Linked DNA regions of Danio rerio: region 2 is linked to region 1. A link is a contact called in public Micro-C data. All regions are on one chromosome and are shown on one strand. Each heading gives the region's core, a stretch centred on a gene start, on an enhancer-like site or on the middle of the called end of the contact. The rest is flanking DNA. Distances are from core to core; before and after follow the strand shown.

Region 1 (4,262 bases), core at 386-2,885:
TAGTGTTAAAAGGCTTTAACAACGGCTTTTTAAATACCTGTGAGAAACATAAATACAGGGCTGCTCGCTTAGTGATAATTTAAGGCAAGGCAAGTTTATTTATATGGCACATTTAATTCGCTCATTTTCTTTTCGGCTTAGTCCCTTTATTAATGAGGGGTCACCACAGCGGAATGAACCGCTAACTTATCCAGCATATTTTTTACACAGCGGATGCCCTTCCAGCTGCAACCCATTACTAGAAAACACCCATACACTCTCATTCACTATGGACAATTTAGCTTACCCAATTCACCTATAGCCCATGTCTTTGGGGGCAACTGGAGCACCCGGAGGAAACATGCAAACTCCACACAGAAATGCCAACTGACCCAGCCGAGGATCGAGTCAGCGACCTTCTTGCTGTGAGTTGACAGTGCTACCCACTGGGCCACTTAGCACATTTCATTATATTAGGATCATTCATTCATTCATTTTCTTTTCAGCTTAGTCCCTTTATTAATCAGGGGTCGCCACAGTAGAATGAACCGCCAACTTATCCAGCACATGTTTTACACTCATACACTACGGACAATTTAGCCTACCCAATTCACCTGTACCGCATGTCTTTGGACTGTGGGGGAAACCGGAGCACCTGGAAGAAACCCACGCAAATGCAGGAAGAACGTGTAAACTCCACACAGAAACACCAACTGACCCAGGCGAGGCTCGAACCAGCGACCTTCTTGGAGTGAGGCAACAGCACTACTGCTGCGTCCACTGCGTCGCCCTTATATTAGGATATATATTTGAATATTAGGATATTATTATATAGGATATACGATATTATTCAGTATTTCTGTAACCTATGAAAGTGTAATAAATTTATATTTGTATATTTATATATTTCTAAACATGAATTTATATTTGACAACTAAATTGACATCCTCTTTTACAAGCCACACCATTTGGCCAATGGCGTGATTTTGGGGCGGGGCTATCTTTTTGTTAACCAATAGCAGACGGGGGACTGTTTGACAACAATCATCATAAATCCATTGACATTTTGTGACTTCAGCTTTTTAGACACACTTCAGCTGACACAATTTACAAACCTTACTTTGGCCATTTGACAGATTATTCAACAGCCAGATAAACTGAAATAAATATGTATATATGCCACATTAAAACACACAAACCTTCTCCAGCGGAAATGTGTTGCTCGGTCAAACATAACAAACTCACAGCGGTGTCCTAAAACGAAATGACATTGATATCAGAGAAGTTTTAACGGTTCATTCAGCCTAAGTGACAGGTAAGAATGTTGTTCAACCTTCAACATTACTTTATTGAACACTGTCAGTAAAGGCAAGGAAAAGCATAGCGTTAGATCTCTCGGTCTTCCGTTACACTTGAATTATGGACAACCATAATAGATAAACATAACGTTGAGTTACCTTAAACAGCTCCAGCTTTTGCGGTTTTAAGAGCTGTCACCACGAAAGTAATTCATCTGAACCACACATCTTATCGTTCGTAAAACTAAACATCTAAATAAATGTATTACAAGAGCCGTTTTAAATAATATTTTCTTCAAATGTACTTACATGATGACACCTCGATGAAACAGATACTGTTGTCCTCAATAAATATTATTCCTTCCTGACTTAACCGGCTCTCTTTACATGTGACACAAACAGGAAACGCTTCAGGTCAACGTCCGTGGCCGAACAAGAAACAAGCGTCATAATAAAAGTCTTACACGCGCAAATCTGTCGATCTTAGTATAGCGAGTTTACAGAGAGTCTTTTAATTTGACGGGAAATGTACAAAACACGAGGGGGAAAGTCGCACAGCAATATTTAGATGTGCGTGTTGTTTGATAAACGATACTGTAGTATTTTTAACCATTTTTGTTTTAATGAATCGTTGTATCTGATTATCGACTTTCCTGGTTGTTTTCAGACCTTGCTACAAAACAGTAGTATTACGAGGGGTTTGTAGAAAGCTTTGTTGACAGGTGTCACTCATGCGTCGATCATGATGATTGATTACGGCGAGCGGAATGTTGTTCCTCTTGCTGATATCATCTTCTATCAAGGCGAAGAGACAGAGATGACTATACACTGCTTGTGCTCCAGAGCCTACGTTAAGTATGTATTCGTGTTAAACAAGACTGTGTGTGACATGATCATCTGATTGGCGTGCAGTTTTGCTCAGAAAGTCAAAAATGACTGTGAAAAAATTCAATGACCTGGCTACCTTACCTGGTTTTAAATAGACTGAGAATGAGAAAAGGCCCCAAATGAGCCAAAAGCACAGTAATGTTAGGGTAGATTGGTTGAACAATGGTCAGTTGAATAAACTATCAAGTCTAATCTTAATCATTTAGTCATAAAGATATTTTTCTTCATGGCAAAAAAAGTGCCATGACATAAAACCTGTCAATAATTGTATATTAAATCTGTGAGAAGAAATGTGGGACACATGTTTAGCCTGTAAATCAAAAGAAAACCATCCTGAAATCAAAAGAGGTTTATAATCTCGGTTGGAACAAGATGTAATCAAGCTCATACAACATTGACTTGGGTCATTCTGACCCCTTAATTGTCAGATTTTGGAGTTTAAATTTGTCAAACTCAAGTCAAGTCAAACTTTACTTATAAAGCACTTTAAAAACACAAAAGTGAGCCAAAGATGCAGAAATACACAGTACAAGAAAATAAGCATAATAGTACATAATATACAAAAAATATATATATATATATAAATATAAGGCAAAGTATAGCTAAACTATCTAAAAAAGCATGTAAATTAAAATAGCTAGTTAGTAAAGTCTCCCAGTTACATTCAGAATAGATTTTAAAGTATTATTACTATACTATAAACTATAGTCTATAAATCACTAAACGGCCTAGGACCTCAATATATTACAGACATGATCACTGAATACAAACCCAACAGATAACTCAGATCTTTACGATCATATAAACTAGAAATTCCAAGAGTTCAGTCAAAGCATGTTGAATCCGCCTTTAGTTACTGTACTGTAGAGGCCTGCGTGGGACTAAATTTTTAATCCCGCTCCTGCCAAGTTTTAGTCCGAACCCGACTGCTCCCGCCTATATTCAGCATTTGTTGTCCTGCTGTCCAACGCACCCCCTGTTTTCTACCTTCCGCGGTCGTTCCCGCTAACCGGGGGGCGAGGGGTTTCAACCAAAAACCACCCAGCTACATGATACAGAGTCTAGTAAGCCTATAACAAGCTGTCTGTATAAACACACACGTTTACACACAGCATCACACTCTCTCTCTTTCAGACACATACAAACACACATAGACAGCACCAAGCTAGCGACGCACAGCATCACGCTCTCTCTCTCATTTACACACATACACACACACATAGACAACAACAAACAAGCGACACACAGCATCACGCTCTCTCATTCACACACACATACATATGCGTATATATTAAGCATATATTACTATATACAAAGGTAAATTGATCTAAAACGAACATTGATTACCTCTGGGTAACTGCGTAATGGTTTAATATACAGTAGTCAATATTCAAAGTGATTTAAAATTTACCTTACAGTAGGACAAGAATGGCTGTTCTATAGTTTTAGGACAACTTTGATGAAAGGTGATGATCCACTTCAAATTTTCACTATTATGTTTGTTGAAGTGAGCATAGACTGTGACACTGAACACTAGGCTGACATGGGTTTTTGCCTTTTTGTTTACTATTCTGAAAATACTGTTTGTCTTGTGTTTATCCACAGTGATCGAGAATTGTATCGGTCAGATTTTAAAGCCATATCAAGTCAAGCTGACAGTCAAGTGCAAGGTATAGTTTCCTGTTAATATCTTATTTTATCTGGTCAAAATGATTGAGCTATTTAATTTTAACAATCGGCACAGCTCAATGGTACTCAACAAATGTTCATTGGAGCCTTAAAAAACAAGCATTAAAAAGTTTTTTTTTTAAATTGTATTTCTGTTCAATACGGTTTACATCTTTTGTAGAGGCAGGCTTTTTGTTTCCTTAAAAAACTGAAATATACGAGAAAATGGTATTTAAAAGCATGACCTAGAAAATCATGTAAATTATTACTATGTTATAGTCAAACCACACCGAATGTTTACTGGGTAAATATAGTACTAATGCATTATTAATTCTTATTCAGAGTGTCACAAAGAACTGAACATATCTTGAGAGTTTTGAAGCTCCTCTGAGATATAAAGTACCATTTGTTTAGTCATTTTGCAGTGTT
Region 2 (4,173 bases), core at 1,528-4,027, 220 kb before region 1:
TTGAGAAACATTTGAAATATTTTGGAACAGTAAACATGTCAGGCTAAATAATTCAATTGAACAGTTGACTTCTGCTGTCTTCATTAGTTTCAAAAACACAGATTTCTATACATGTTAAAATGGCATCTTTGGATATATTTTCTGCTGGAGATACTGTTCTACTAAAAAAAAAAATAATAATAATAATACTAATAATAATTACAATTGTACATCCACCAAAATTTTCTTTTATATACCGTTCCTATGGTGTTTCTAAAACCTTAACTTTTCCAAACCACAGTATACCTTGCAAACGGTAATCGTCTCTTTATAAATTTATATACATCACTATATAAACTCAGACAGCAATCAGTATTAAGTGTTTCTATGTGGCTTTAAACAGTAATGTACAACAAGGTGGCTATAGTGGAAAAAAGGCAAGTACTTGAGAATTCTGTACTTTTTGCCACAAGTTTCAGTCCACTTTTCAAAGAAACACTAGAGTTAGTTTGGAAGTGGGTCAAAACTCAAGCTTTCAGAGGTTTTGGTCTGCTTTTTTGGTGTGCATCAAGGCTCAAATTTCAGCATTCTAACATATTTTTATGAAACACACTTACAAACCAATTTTTAACTGTTTGTCTTTAACGACCCAAAACACTGAACACACACTTGATCTCATATAAGCCACCATCTGTATTTGTAAATAAAATCTAAGGCTACACATTTGAAATTGTGTAGTGTATTGCACTACAAATCTATTTCACTGTGATAGAGAAGTCAAAGTGTTCTATAGTTTTCCAGTTACAGTGAAAACCACTCCAGCTCAATTTCACATTGCATAATTTCCTTCAGCAATTCTGGTACAGCACACTAGGGAGAAAATGTGCCAATCTATTAAACATCCTGTGGGCAAAATTTACTAAATCATATGAAATACTTGAGAAGGTGTAACCTTGAGAAAATGTCCTCCGAGTTTTCACTTTTGTACATCAATCTCTCATTTTATGCTGAGCAAGCTGTCTTTCATCTGCCACATTTTGCTACCCAGATTGGAAATATTAGCTTTTTTTTTTTACTTTTGCCTTTAAAAAAAAAGGGGGGGGGGGGGGGGGGGGGGTCAAGAGCATGACTAAAGAAATGCAATGGGATTAGCAGACTAGATGCACCTCACGAGATATTACCAAATGTGAAACTATTTCTCAGCTATAAAGAAATATGGTGGAAGCTTTGCTGAGGTCACCTATTAGTCTGACGTCTTAAAAACGAAGACAATGAAACAACCAAATAACAAAATGTCAGCTGCATGCTAGAGCAGAGCATCAACCTGATGGATGCAGCTGAATCAGGGGATTTGTCAGAAAGGGGGTAAAGAAAAAGGGGGAAATGAAAAACGTCACTTAAAAACTGAAGCTCTGTGCCATTCTCAAGGGCAATGCGCTGACTATGGTGGGGAGGGGCGCTATTCAAGCATGTCCTTGGCCTTTACTTTTTGATGCCTTTTTTTCCCCCATGCAACATAGGATGTTTGTTACAGCTCAGCACCTCCAGCGTTAACCTGTGTAAACAATGCAGAAATGTGAAACATCCCAAGGTAGCACATAATTTATGCGGCAAAGTGCCACGATCTTCATTAGTGTTTAATTTTGTAATGAACCCACTGGACTTCAAGTGAGCAAGGTGTGTTTGTGACACAATCCAGATAAGCATTTAACTTTGTACAGAAATGTTGTCAGAACGGTTGTCAAATTAACAGAACCTTCACACTGATTAAAGTACAATGCTGATCATCAACACAAACCTGTGTTAATAAGAAACCAAATGTATAGGGAAAAGGTCTCTCGAATACTGAGTGGATCAAGCAGCGTCTGATAGCAAAGCCCCTGAGATGAGATAATGTAAGATAATATCTGAGGAATTTACTAATCGGATCCCAAGGACACAGTAAAGTCAAAAACACCCTCTGATGTCAATATTTCTGTTTATGTCAAATAACACAAACAGACCGTGAGACAAAGATTGAGGGATTTTATAGGGATAACCTAAATATTTTGGAATGTTTGACATGCACAGGCATTATCAGGGCAAGTATGTTTTTAAACATAGGCATATTTAGACTAGTTGTCATTGTCTGTGCCTTAACTTTCAGATGGCTGCAGCTTAACGTTTCTGGGTATGATGGGTGCTTTTAAAGTCCAGTACACCTGTGCCACTCAGAAATGCTGCCTAGGTAGGAAGCTTGCTAGTTGACATGCGGCCATTGTGGCGTGCCTCTAAACAATCAAAACAAGACTTGAACCGGAAAAGAGACATAAAGCTCTTTCCGCAAAGTAAAAGGGCACGTTATACTGTGCTACACTGATGGATAACACAGCAAACACAAAACTGGGGAGAATAAGTTAAACTTGCTCTGAACATAAACACGACGCGCTCTAATTAAGTTCAACGTTAAATTTCTAAATTGCACGCTGTATAAGAAAACGTAATGCAGCAAATATGCAACAAAACAACGGAAAATTGGCGCGTTGTAAACTGTTTAACGTGCGAGTACAGTCGAGAAAACCCCAGAGCAAACTTGATGCGAATGCACAGACATAAAACTCCAAGTAATTTAGGTGTTGTGTCTTTGAAAGGAGAAAGCGGAAAAAAACTCACCTTTTATGTCGATAATCTTCTTTCATCTATGACAATGGTGAACATCACATGCAAAGCAGCCTCATCTGTCATACTTCACTCTGCCTTCTTCAAAGGCTGCTGTACTGTAAACGCTCTGTTACTCCCACAGGGCAGCCAGTAGCGGGAGACGCTTGCGAATGGAACAGCCAATAAGGAACCCCGCTAATCAGCTTGCCACGCCCTTGAACCAGCGCTGGTCGAGTCAAAACAGGTCTGCTCGTTAAAGTGGTTTAAGACGGATTATATTGGTTACAAAACAAACACTTTCATGCCTTTCATTTTTCACTGAACAAAACATCTTAAATCACGTAATCCAAAATTAAATTTAGCAGAAAATATTAACCATATAAATTAGTTTTTATAGCTAGAAAGACTTTATAGGATTTAAAGTTGTGTTTTATGAAGTAGAACGTAGTATCACATGTTGAACAACATCCTGGTGTTAAATAAGTCAACTTGGTTTATGTATTGATGCAATATAAGATATGCCTATTCCATTCCTTTAGGTAAAATTAGATCTATATTTAGAGTAAGCCTTCACACAGACCATTTTAATGTCAAAGTAGTCAAGTGATAAGACCTATCATAATGGTAAAAATAAAATCAGCTATAGTAATAGTAGCCCACTTTTGTTTAACACATAAATTGTCTGTTACAGATTTTTGTCTGTTACTGTCTTTGCAATATTTTACTTATTTTAACCCTTACTAGTAAAGAGTTCAACAGGTTTCTTAGTTTTCATGATTACATTTGAGCCTGGAATTAACAAAGCACTATACAGTCTTCTAGCTGAGATGCTGGAATTATGTCAAGTCCACACTAACGATCTAGGGCTCAAATTAAGAGCAGATGTGATGCATAACTGTTGCAAACAATTATAGACACACCTTAATGTGGAGCTTTTTCCACTATAAAAAGAACAGTAGTGAAAACAAACTGGGACACATGTCAAGTGCAATGCGGAAACTTTAATGACACAACACTGTATAGCCAAATTTATTTTTCTGCATGTTAACATTACACTGATGTATAAAACAGCACAGTAATAAAAACAAAGACACATCTGAACTAAGAGGCCGAATAGCCAGATTGTCCACTTAATTTCCCCATCTTTCCCTGCATCACCCCTTGAACCAGCTGCATCTCCAATGACCAACATTCGAAATTGGTCTCAATGAGCCAGTCCTTGATTATGCAAAGAGCCCCTTTTTCAGAAATGATCTACACCTCCCAGATCAAGACACATTAGAAAGGCCTTGTAGGCATAGGTCAAGGTCTGGTACAGTGAGACCAGTTTCAGCATAATATTAAGATGAATGCACAGCACCCAAAAAAAGTTAACTTGAGCACTGGAAATGCAGCAAGGTGTACATCACTGTCATACCTTTCATTTACATACAGTCAAGAACAGTGTCCATGTGTACATTTATAGTGAAGTGCATTTTACACAAGTTTAGGGTAATACATTAAGTATTACAGCAGTGCATAATGGTTTAGTATCTTGAGCCTCTTTTCTTCATA

What was found. A called contact is a pair of places that touch in the nucleus more often than the background predicts.
Region 2: a contact with region 1 is called in a Micro-C map of caudal fin, with 2.6 times the contacts expected there. The contact joins the promoter of rnf152 here to the promoter of tmem68 in region 1. A contact is called at or near these places in 1 of 18 Hi-C or Micro-C datasets (caudal fin) and 1 of 4 datasets of contacts at active chromatin or transcription factors (embryo).

The regions. Positions count from the first base shown.
Region 1 is chr2:30,989,715-30,993,976 of GRCz12tu, reverse strand. tmem68 (transmembrane protein 68) reads right to left here and starts at 1,635. Exons shown (of 8, transcript NM_200492.1): 1 at 1,587-1,635; 2 at 1,179-1,233. tgs1 (trimethylguanosine synthase 1) reads left to right here and starts at 1,787. Exons shown (of 13, transcript NM_001423263.1): 1 at 1,787-2,132; 2 at 3,771-3,835. The coding sequence starts at 2,020.
Region 2 is chr2:31,211,674-31,215,846 of GRCz12tu, reverse strand. rnf152 (ring finger protein 152) reads right to left here and starts at 2,777. Exons shown (of 3, transcript NM_001014358.2): 1 at 2,632-2,777. It overlaps buc (bucky ball), which reads right to left. Exons shown (of 7, transcript NM_001256780.1): 7 at 3,632-4,173. The coding sequence ends at 4,146.